Regions from separate parts of the Danio rerio genome. Here region 2 is linked to region 1. The links are chromatin contacts, called in public HiChIP or PLAC-seq maps. All regions are on one chromosome and are shown on one strand. Each heading gives the region's core, a stretch centred on a gene start, on an enhancer-like site or on the middle of the called end of the contact. The rest is flanking DNA. Distances are from core to core; before and after follow the strand shown. Region 1 holds the start of man1a2 (mannosidase, alpha, class 1A, member 2). Region 2 overlaps man1a2 (mannosidase, alpha, class 1A, member 2).

What was found. HiChIP or PLAC-seq counts read pairs in DNA pulled down with a chosen protein or histone mark.
Region 2: a contact with region 1 is called in an H3K4me3 HiChIP or PLAC-seq map of embryo, with 4 times the contacts expected there. The contact joins the enhancer-like site here to the promoter of man1a2 in region 1. A contact is called at or near these places in 3 of 18 Hi-C or Micro-C datasets (embryo, hematopoietic stem cells and an unstated tissue) and 4 of 4 datasets of contacts at active chromatin or transcription factors (caudal fin, embryo, gastrula embryo and 1 more).

The regions. Positions count from the first base shown.
Region 1 is chr9:22,164,154-22,169,647 of GRCz12tu, forward strand. It overlaps man1a2 (mannosidase, alpha, class 1A, member 2), which reads left to right and starts at 1,744. Exons shown (of 14, transcript NM_001256622.1): 1 at 1,744-1,955; 2 at 5,359-5,494. The region is part of intron 2 of LOC141376109 (a long non-coding RNA gene); the gene reads right to left.
Region 2 is chr9:22,340,138-22,345,586 of GRCz12tu, forward strand. All of the region lies in intron 6 of man1a2 (mannosidase, alpha, class 1A, member 2), which reads left to right. All of the region lies in intron 2 of LOC141376109 (a long non-coding RNA gene), which reads right to left. Among named protein-coding and RNA genes, the nearest start is that of tent5c, 53 kb to the right of the region's middle. Within about 2 kb of position 1,459, at least 7 of the 62 cell types and tissues checked have an H3K27ac peak or open chromatin away from gene starts, as enhancers often do. A contact at or near this core is called in pancreas, where this site is marked.

The DNA of each region.
Region 1 (5,494 bases), core at 494-2,993:
TCTCATCTGCAGTTTAACATGCATTTGATTTGATATAAACCATAACTACTGTCAAACTTTTTGCATATATTTGAAGTTCAGATGCAAAAACTTCTATGTGCCGTATGAAATTTCCATCACAAATGAATGCTTTTCTAAGCCTCCTTTGTTTATGTTGAGATATTTTACTTTAAAGAGCAGGAAAATGACTTATTTTTGCTGTAAAAGTGTCATTACTAAACACACACAGGAGACTGATAAAAAATACTAATTTTAGGAAAATTTCAATGGCATTTAGAGGTTTTTGCATTTAAACTCTTAATTTCATTGTTTGTAAATCATTCCAAAATAATCATCTTCAAAATGTTTTTGTAATTGTAATGAATGTAATAATGATCATTGCTTATTGTTAATAATTAGCAATATACAGTAATAAATAAGTAATAATAAAGTAATAAGTAATATACAATAATATGGCTATTATTGCTGAAAAAAATTGAATTACATAACAAATTATCTAATTACAAATAAAATATTTTTTATGAAATATTTTTAGAAGATTGTATCCACTAACATTTAATATATTTGAATGCATGTAAATTTTTTTGTTCTAAATAAAAATGATTACTTGTGCAAAATAGTAAAGTTTAGAATATCCAGTTAATAAGTAATTAAAATAATTAAAATGACATTTTATTATTTATTTGTATTTTTCAACCCAAATTACTTATTAAAATAGTTATGCAATTAATAAACATTGTATCTTTTAAGAGTTAAAAAAAGACTTTTACTTAACTAAGCTTAATACACTTTTTTTGTCCCCAAATTGTTGGGGTAACGCATTACAAGTAACATTAGTTTTGTAATGATACTATTTAAAATAACTAGTAAAGTAACGCATTACATTTAAAAAATAAGCCATATTATTTGAGTTAGCTTATTCTTTTTAAATGTATAGCAAGTTACTTTAGTTTAATTAATTAGCTTAAAAATTAATTGCTAAGCTAAAATTAAAATAGTCACAATGAATCATGCAGTCAATAAGAGAATGTGTTTATTCATTTGAACATATCGAAGAAAAGGAAAAGGGGCTCGTCTCAATGCACAGTGATTTTACTTAAGACAATGGTTCAAAAGTAGCAATAACATTGCTTAATTTTTATGTGTTTTTTAAAGTTAAATGTAGGTGTAGGTTATACAGTGCCTTGTTCATTGCAGACCTCCTCTATAAAAAAAGAAATAAAAAGTTGTGAAAGAAACCAAGCCTCAGCCAGATAATAAAAAAGTAACGCAAAAGTTAAAAGTAACGTAATGCCTTAGTTACCATAAAAAATTACTAAGTAACTTAGCTAGGGAGTAACTTAATATTGTAATGCATCACTTTCAAAAGTAACTTTCCCCAATGATGAAAGTTTGTCTTGAATTTTGGGGCCACATTTGCACACACTGAACAATACAAACAACGCAACTCAACACAAACATTATAGAAGAAATTACATATTTAAAAAGTCTAATTAATATAGGTAAAAACAGACCATTTAAAATTAGGCTGCCCAAAATGAAAATACTATTTGTTACGTCCATATTAGGAGCACTGAAAAAATGACTACTCTATGCTACTATAAATACCGTCTTTACTGTCCATAATTAACCACCATTGATTTTGCGTTGCCTTGCGATGCTCGTCATTGCGCGACGCTCCCCGGCTTCAGCACCGCGCGGCCGCTGACTGGATGTTGGTAGGAGCGGGAGGAGGAGGAGTAGCTGTTGCAGTAACAACATCCTGGATATTGGAGGCTGGCGGCGCACACAGCTACAGAAATAAAGGAGGAACGAAGACATAACGGAGGCGGTGGTACTCATCGCGAATGCTTCACTGTACAGAAACAGGGACATGAACGTGAACTTGGCAACTTTTGGGCGTTAATGGTGGATTTACGGTGTATGGCGCCGATTTATCCCGCGGCACCGACAAGGTGATGCAGCAGCGGCAGGACGGGATCAGTCCGCTACACGGCTGCCTGCTGAATGCCTTTACTGGAGGAAAAAAGGCGCAGCACACGTCCAGCGCAGGCCGGCTTGAGCTTTTATTAAAATAGGGCATTATGTAGAGGGGATTACCCAAGGTTTACGATACACCCGTGGTTTACTTGTGTTATTGTATCGGCTCTTGATATCGCTCTCCGCTTCAGATACGCTGCCACGGCATCAAGCGGACCAGGCCTATGCTGTGCTGAACCTCCGTCCGCGACACTGATATTTTCCGCTGTACGCGCGTGATGTGACGGCAACTTTTATCGTTTACGCCAATAACGGAAGCTCGTGGTGATTAAGTCTTGTGATTGGTATCCGGTCGGCCAGATTTTGTTATGTTTACTTGGGTTGCGATACTGTTTTGTGTATTCTGACTGCCAGTCCCTTATCGATAGCATATCGTTGTTTTTGCTAGTTTAAGATAAATATTTCGTTTAACGGGCGGTGAGGGCGGACTGGCCGTTTATCGTAAGATAACGATTCGACCCAGCCCGCCTTGACACCGAGAAGCGTTTGGATCAAAGCGAGGATCATGGATCAGAATGATAAAAAGACCCTCACGGTATGTGCTCACATTTGTTTCTTCAATATACCCGTGAAAAATATTGCGTGATGTTCAACATCACCCCGGTGTTTGAGCGTGAAACGCCTGGTGAGACGCTGTAATCAAGCGCAAACACTTGTACAGGTGTCACATTGTCATGCTTAAAGCTGCAAGTGTGCCTGATACTAGACAGTCTGTGCCGAATGATGTATTTCTGCTTCATGCTCGTTCATATTCTTGATGTTTTCATATTCAAAACGGGTCATAAGAATTCACACATGTGGTGCTTCGACTTAAGTGTACCTGTGGTTCCAACAAGATCATTTAAAAAAAATTATTTACGTCAGATTAGACGTCTTTAAACGATCTGAAAGTCTAAACAAAAAAAAAAAAAAAAACATCAGTGTTTTATGGAAAATCTTCCAAAAATGAGGTTTTAGCTTTTAAATTACTTGCCTTTATGCCACCCCAAGGTGTTGGTGGCTTTTTGTCTCTAACAGAACATTATCATTTTTTTTCCCAGCAAAAATCATATGCCTTGCGTATTAATAAAAGGCTAGCCACAGTTATTATTATTATTTGGTCGTAAGCCATTGGCTTTACATTTTAAGGACCATGATGTCAGCAAAATATAATATAATATAATATAATATAATATAATATAATATAATAGTTATGCCTTCTAAGATTTCTCCATTAATACCTGAAGTTACCACACAATATCACACGGCAAGTTTGCTGCACAGTAATGCACATACTTAAAACATTATTAATATTTAGGGCCAGACCGAATCTGTTTACAATTTTTTTTTTTTGCTATTTCTGTGCAGAATTGTGTAAAATCTGTGGATTTATGCAGAATACTTTTGGTAGTAACTAAAAACTTAATTTATTCTTTTTTTTGGCTTAGTTCTTTTATTATTATTAATGTGGGGTCGCCACAGCAGAATAATCTGCCAACTGACCCAGCATATGTTTTTTTACGCAGTGGATACCCTTCCAGCTGCAACCCATCACTGGGAAACATTCATACACACTCATTCACGCACATACACTATGGGTAATTTAGCTTCCCAATTCACCTATAACACATGTCTTTGGACTTTGCAAACATGAGGAGAACATGCAAACTCCACACAGAAATGCCAACCTACCCAGCTGAGGCTCAGATCAGTGATCTTCTTGCTTTGAGGCGACAGCACTACCCATTGTGCCATTGTGTCTAAAACTAAATACATGAAATGAAAAATAAAACCTTTTTAACTTTTATTTAATGTTCACACAATTAGATCCACTTATTTGGTAAACAAAGCAGGTCTATCATATATCTGCTTAATGACAGAAAATATTACTTTACAAACTGTATTGTAAATATATCATATGAACATTGTCATATTAGTCAATAATATTACTGCAATTAATAAAAAAAACTGAATAAATATAGATTTACACAAATAAATAAATAGACTCAATGTTTGGCTAAAATCTGCAGATTTCTGCGCACGCAAATTCCGTGTGCGCCTGTATTCAGTAAAACAGCACAAATATGGGAGTGTTATTTAATTTAACAATTATACTTTTTATTCTTCTTTTACTTCCTCTAACAAAAATAGGCGTATGCATAGTTTTATTCGCCAAGCTAAAAGCTACACGTGTTCCTCTGTCTTAGTGAGTGAATTAAGAAGTGTGTGCAGATTAATTTCTCATGAAACAGAGAAAAGTAACTAGATGACCAAAGTGTGAATTACACTGAAGTGATGCATCAGATCTTGTAGTCTACATTTAACAGTTGTGAAGACATTTTCAAATCAGATGTTACATCTACATGACAGAATGTGGTATATTGACTTAGTTTTTTGCTCACTAGTGAGTGAAATGTTAGATTAATGCAATGTCAAATAGTGCTAGCGTGCAACTTGTACTAATTTTTTTTACTACTATTGCTGCTTTCAAGGACATTTTGGAAATCTGCTATTTGTTATTCCAACATTAGAGTCAGAAACGTTTGTAATCAGCCTAAAAACCTAAAGAATTACTGTGTATTATAAACAAAATACCCATAAAACTACATCTGAATTTAAAAATTTCACCTACACCGTATACATGACATATAGAGTAGAACAAATAAAGGTGACACTTCATTTTGATGGTCCATTTGTGTATTAGTAGGCTGTCTGCTTAATATCTGTTGATATGCTCCTTCATCAGACATTTAACAGACTAAAAGAAACTTTGCAAGTAAATGTAAAAATAACCCTAACAGTCTTCTTATAATCTAATAAGATTGAGTTGGCATGTAGATGCAATGTAACTCAATGTAAATTCAACAAACGGACCATCAAAATAAAGTTTGACCCAAATAAATGTTGTAAATGAAACATTAATTGATTTATCTCCACCATATTATATCATATATATGATATAGATCAGTTTTCAGCTATTTTCGAACCGTCACCCACTTTTAACATTACTCTCTCTGCATCTTATCTTAAATTTCAAGTTTCCCCATTTATTTTGCTCAGTCATTTGTGTTCTCAGAACTCTTAATTACAATATTTCCATCTCCACTTCAAGCATACTTGTACATTTCAAAACCATAAGACCAAATTACTACTAATCACACAAGTAACCGAGGAATCAAATTAGAGAACCTGAGCTACCTGTGATAGCATTTAGATTCATGCTTTTTCTGCTTCTTAACATAATTACCATGGAAACTGAAGTTGATTTTTAATGCAAGTATGTCTGAATGTCTCACGATGATAGCCATCGTCTAAAAAAATGTGTGTCTTTGTTTTCAGAGCAAGTGGAAGCATCTGTGATCTACAGGACACAACTCTTTATTTCTATGAGATAAGCAGACGTTCGGGAGTAACGCTTCCACCGCAATGAGATAATAGTGTGGCTTGCGCGAAAACAGCCTTGACCCTTATCCCT
Region 2 (5,449 bases), core at 209-2,708, 180 kb after region 1:
TACCGATTGTAACTGACAAATTTATAATGATTAATTTTATTGAATTGTTCATAAAACAAAGGCTTGCAGTATTATTTTTAATTTTGTTATTCAATTACTTTAAACCTGAATACAGAATGACAACTCTAAAAACAATAAAGCGCTGTTTATTTAATTTGTAAATTTTTCTTTATTGAATTTTTCATATTGAATCTATGCTTGTATAATGTGTATTATATTTTATGCACTCCCCTACAAATTCATCTTAATTTATCTGATATTATAAATTCTTTCCAAATAGTTATTTATCTTATCTAGTGAAATTTTATTTATATCGCAATATACAGTTACCCCTTTGATTTTTGATTTTCTTCTGTCTTTTTAAAATATTTCTCAAACGTTGTTTTATTTCAGCTAGAATCAAAGCAGTTTTTTTTAAACCATTTTATGGTCAAAATTATTAGCCCCTTTAAGCTATATTTTTGTTGATAGTCTACAGAACAAACCATCATTATACAATAACTTGCCTAATTACCCAAACCTGCCTAGTTAACCTAATTAACCTAATAAAGACTTCAAATGTCACTTTAAGCTGTATAGAAGTGTCTTGAAAAATATCAAGTAAATTATTATTTACTGTCTGTTATTGTTTATTTAATAGTATTATGTTTAGAAATGTGTTGAAAAAGTCTGCTCTCCCTTAAACAGAAATTGGGGAAAAATAAAGAGGGGGCTAATAATTCAGGGAGTTAATAATTCTGACTTTAACTGTATATCGCAGAATAAAAAAATATCGCAATGTAAGATTTTTCCAGTATCATACTGCCCTAGACTGGATGTTTACAAGGTACTGTAGATGGCAGGAAAGCTAAATGTAACATTTGTAAAATTCCTATCGAGCTATCAAACATGGGAGATGGAGCACTGCACAGCCCCACAAACAGTAAATACCCCAGCTTTTGTTCAAAATCTGAGGAAAATTATCTGTTATTTTTCTCATAGTAGCTTAAAGTCATGCAAAATGATATTCAATCTAAAAATACTGCATTATCATGTCCTTATAGTATATTTTAATATTATTTATGTTTTTAATCAATAATTTAAAAGCACAACAGTGGCCTGTTTTTTTTTTCTCCATTAAATCTGCTTTTAGTCAGTAAAAGTCAGGGAATTTGATATTTGGCTTAAAGTGGAAACGTGTGTGTGTCTGTCTGTCTGTCTGTCTGTCTGTGAGAAGTCAGAAATATCTCAAAGGCAGGGTACACTCCTCACACTATTCTAGTGAATTGCTGCACATTTTAATAGACTCCACGTTAACATCCATAAGACTGGAAATAAAACCCTCGGGAGTGACTTGGGCAGCTGTATGGTTTGTCTGAGAACCAGAGGCTTTTTTTCCTCCCCCCTCTGCTACGTCTTCATTATATCTACTGACCTAAAAACATGATCAACCGCACTGCTCGCGCTCTGACATGAGCGAAGCAACAGATCTTACTCTGCTCTGAGGAGTCTGGCTGTGAGTCATCAACACCGAGTATTTTCTAGACACTTTTGCTCAGAAGCACCTGGTAGGATCCCAGGGTTGTAGTCAATGAAATGATGATAACACTGCACCGCTGCGTGAGAAATAAAATATTGATTGCTGCACATTTGACATCTAGTACTTGTAATAATCTGCACTGTCAGTAGAGTGAAGTCAGTCATTTTGTGTTTTTGCTGGTGGGTTTGTAAAGAAGAGGACAGAATAATAAGTGTTCAGAAGCATATTTGTTTTTGTGAGCAGAAAAATATTTATCCAAAGCATCTGATAATTATTTTTGTGCAGAGAAGCCACATGAAGCAGTGTTCAAAATAAAGAAAAATGATTCTGTCATCATTTAGTCGTGCTCATGTAAATAAAAAATTGCAGAAATACTTTATTTTTTGGATGAAATGCTTCAAGTCCTCACAGTTAATCTTTACTTACAAGGTTGGAATAGGAGTGTGTGATATTTATTGTCTGTGAAAATATCATAATAGTGTCTTCATTTGGTGTTGAGATAAGATGGAGTATGTGAGAATGGCACAACTTTGCAAATCAAACAAAAGCGCTTGAGAAAGTATGTTGTGCATGAAATCTACATTATGAATGACTCCATTATTAATCAGGGCTCAACATTAAGGACTGCCCGATGGCCCGGGGCCAGCATGAGAGATGTTCGGGACAGTAGAGAGAATCGTTACTGGCCCGATCAGGCCAGTGCTGCCTTGTCATCAAATTTTAATTTGCCTGCTACTGTCAGTTGTGTGCAAATACAGTCTTAGAACCGAGAAACAATTTGTGCTTTTAAGTCTCAGAATGCTACGTTTTCTGTAAAGTCGTAAACCCCATATTGCTTTTTGGTTCCTTTTATCTGATTGGTTGTTGTGAGCACGTTATTTTTTTCCACAACCTGGTAAAAACCAGAACAGTGAAGAGACGGCAACATCAAATTATGAGGCTAAAAGAAAACGTCTGTTTCCAACGTTGTGGAAAAAGATATTTACATGGGTACAACACAACAAAAAAATGAAATGATGTTTTGCATGGTTTTCCATCACTTTTAAGTCAGCCACTTTTTGTTTAACAATAAAATACCTGCTCATTTTCCATACTGCTGTATTTTACATCTAAATATTTTAACATTTAAAAAATATTTAAATTCTAGATTCAAAGACATTATTTTTGACGCATTATTTAAAATATGTGGCTAAAAAATAGCTATTATTTATTTATTTTTAATTTATTTATTTATTTTGGTGGGGCCAGTGAAAATTTTGGAAGGGCCAGTAAAAATCTGAACTGCTGGTCCAGTCGGGCTAGTAGAAAATGTTCTTAGCGTTGAACCCTGTTAATGATTCGACAGATATTTGATATTGGTAATTAGTAACTCTAATCTCTCCATCTGAATGAGCACTGTACTACGTCTGACAGATCAAACTTTTATGTTTTTCTTTTCTTTTTCATTAGTCGCTTTTATTCGTTTTTGTGCAAAGCACTTTGAATTGCCACTGTGTATGATATGTGCTATACAGTATAAATAAACTTGCCTTGCCTTGCCTAATATATTATTCAAGAGTGCATTTTAGGTGCAATATCTATTTTTTCTTTTTCTGAAAATAATTTCAGACCCAAGTCAGAGCCAAACATTTGTGTGGCTTAGAGCTACATCTGTGCTGTTTTGTTCCTGAACGAATCAGTTTAAGGCTAATTTGAGCTCAGTTCTTTTTTCCCCCATTTTGCCAATGTACAATAAATCAGTTCAAACAAAACTGGAGCAGAACATTTGACACTTTCAGAGCAACACTGCTGTTTTTCATTGCTGAATCAATCTGTATTTTAACCAGTTGATGTTTAGTGATCCATTTATTTAGCTTAGTTTAGTTTAACAAATCATTTGAATAAATGATTTCTTGAGTCATGTATTAAGACAGGCACTTGCTGCTACCTACTGGCAGTTTTAGTATCACTTATTTATCTATGCTAGGCTTCAATCTCAATTCTAGGACTGCACGATGTATTGTTTCTGCATTGATATCGCAATGTGTGTGTCAGCAATAGTCACATTGCAGTATATGCTATGTTGAGTTGGGATTATAGTTGATCAGCACAACAGTTGAGAATACATAAGATTTGTCATGAAATCAGTCAAAGAATAACCATAACAGAGTGAATTTTTTATCATTTGCGTGCGTTTTAAAGGCAATTTAAGAGAGATTAAAGCATTCTGGCATAAAAAAGGTACATTTGTAATTTTAGTGAAGAATATTTTTACTGAATTATTACAATGAAGACTACACAGTGCTGTTTTACATTTCATTATTCAGTTTCTGTACCTGTTTGACTATGTTTGACTATGTCCACCTAGTCGATGTTAAAACCAGCAACTTTTCTACTGCACCACATCAAAACACATTCTCCAGTGAAACTGTGAAGGACGTGCCTGTCTTTGCTCTGAATGTGTCCATCTCCAGCAGCAGTAGGTTTTTATCGTTGTTTTTGTTAAACTGCAGTTTTCAGCAAAGGTTGTCTCAGCTCAGATGTTGAACTTTATGACGAGGGCAAACAAACCCCAGTGCATCATTTCTCCACTGACAGTCAGTGAGTAAACACATTCAGGTGTGTTGTTCAATGGGTATTTATTCAGTCTCAGATGTGTGTTCTTTTTTTCTCTGTGAGGCAGTTTCCTCTCTCTTGACTTTGTGGATGGATTTTATCATTTTAGTTCCTATTTAAAAATAACATTAGTCAGGCTACATGGGCTCACAAAACCTATCAAGATGTCTTCCAGGACTTATTGTACTTCAAAAAGGAAAGGAAACAATATTGTTTTAAGTATTTTTATTTATTTTTTTTGGCTGTTTCTAGGCTGTTTCCACTTTGTTTTAACATGCGTTCAAAAGCATCTTAATCTCTTGTGACCACTTGTGTACAGATTTCCACAAGATGCTTCCCAGTTGTATTGTCATGCTCTGTATCACTTACAAGGGGGAAATAACTGTGACGCACGAGAACTATTGTGTGAACGAGCGCAAGCAATTTAGACCTTGTTTACACCTGCATTTAGCGAGTTTAATTAAGTGGGTTTAATTGATTAAAAATACAGTCAGCACAGTAATAATAGTAAACTAAAATATTTTAAATAACAGTTTTTTTAAAATATAATTTAATTCTATTTCAAGCTGAATTTTCTCAAAACATGCATACTAAAAAAACATTTAAACACAACCAAGTCATTTAATTCAATTCAAGTTTATTTGTATTGCGTGTTTCAAAGCAGCTTTACAAAAGTTGCAGATAATTGCATTGCAATCAATATTGGAAATTAAGGTTGTTATTTGCCATAACTTTGAGTGAATAATAACTTTAACTAATAACTAATAGCTTTCAACAGTTATTATATATAATCCTGGTTAACCTGCAGTTATATGTAGGTGATGTCTATGTGTACATGCTCAAGAGAAGTGTATTTGTGTATTAAGTGTATGTGTTGTTCTCAAAGTCTTCGACTGTTGAAATCAGCCTACATTGTGTTTAGATGGACGCAAGTTTCCCACCCTTTCATGAATACCAGATTCAAGGACTTTTTAATGCAGCATTAATTTTAAATCAAGCACCTTTGTAATTGTTATCCCAGCATATGTAGCGTCACGAAAGCCCTTACTATACTGAACAATTCACTTACACTTAATATTTACGAAAAAAGTCAAGAGTAATTGTCAAGAATTGACTTTTAAAAAGTAATTTTCAAAAAACTTTAATCATTTTCGTTGAATTCAATACTGGTGATATTTAAATGCAGTTTCTGAAATATTAATCAAATGTGCAGTATTTATCAGTTATTGTATATATATTTATCTATTGTATATAATATTTACAATTAAGAATTTCTCTCTTTTTTTGTTCTGTATTTGACAATAAAGTACAATTATAAAAAATGAAACCATGAAC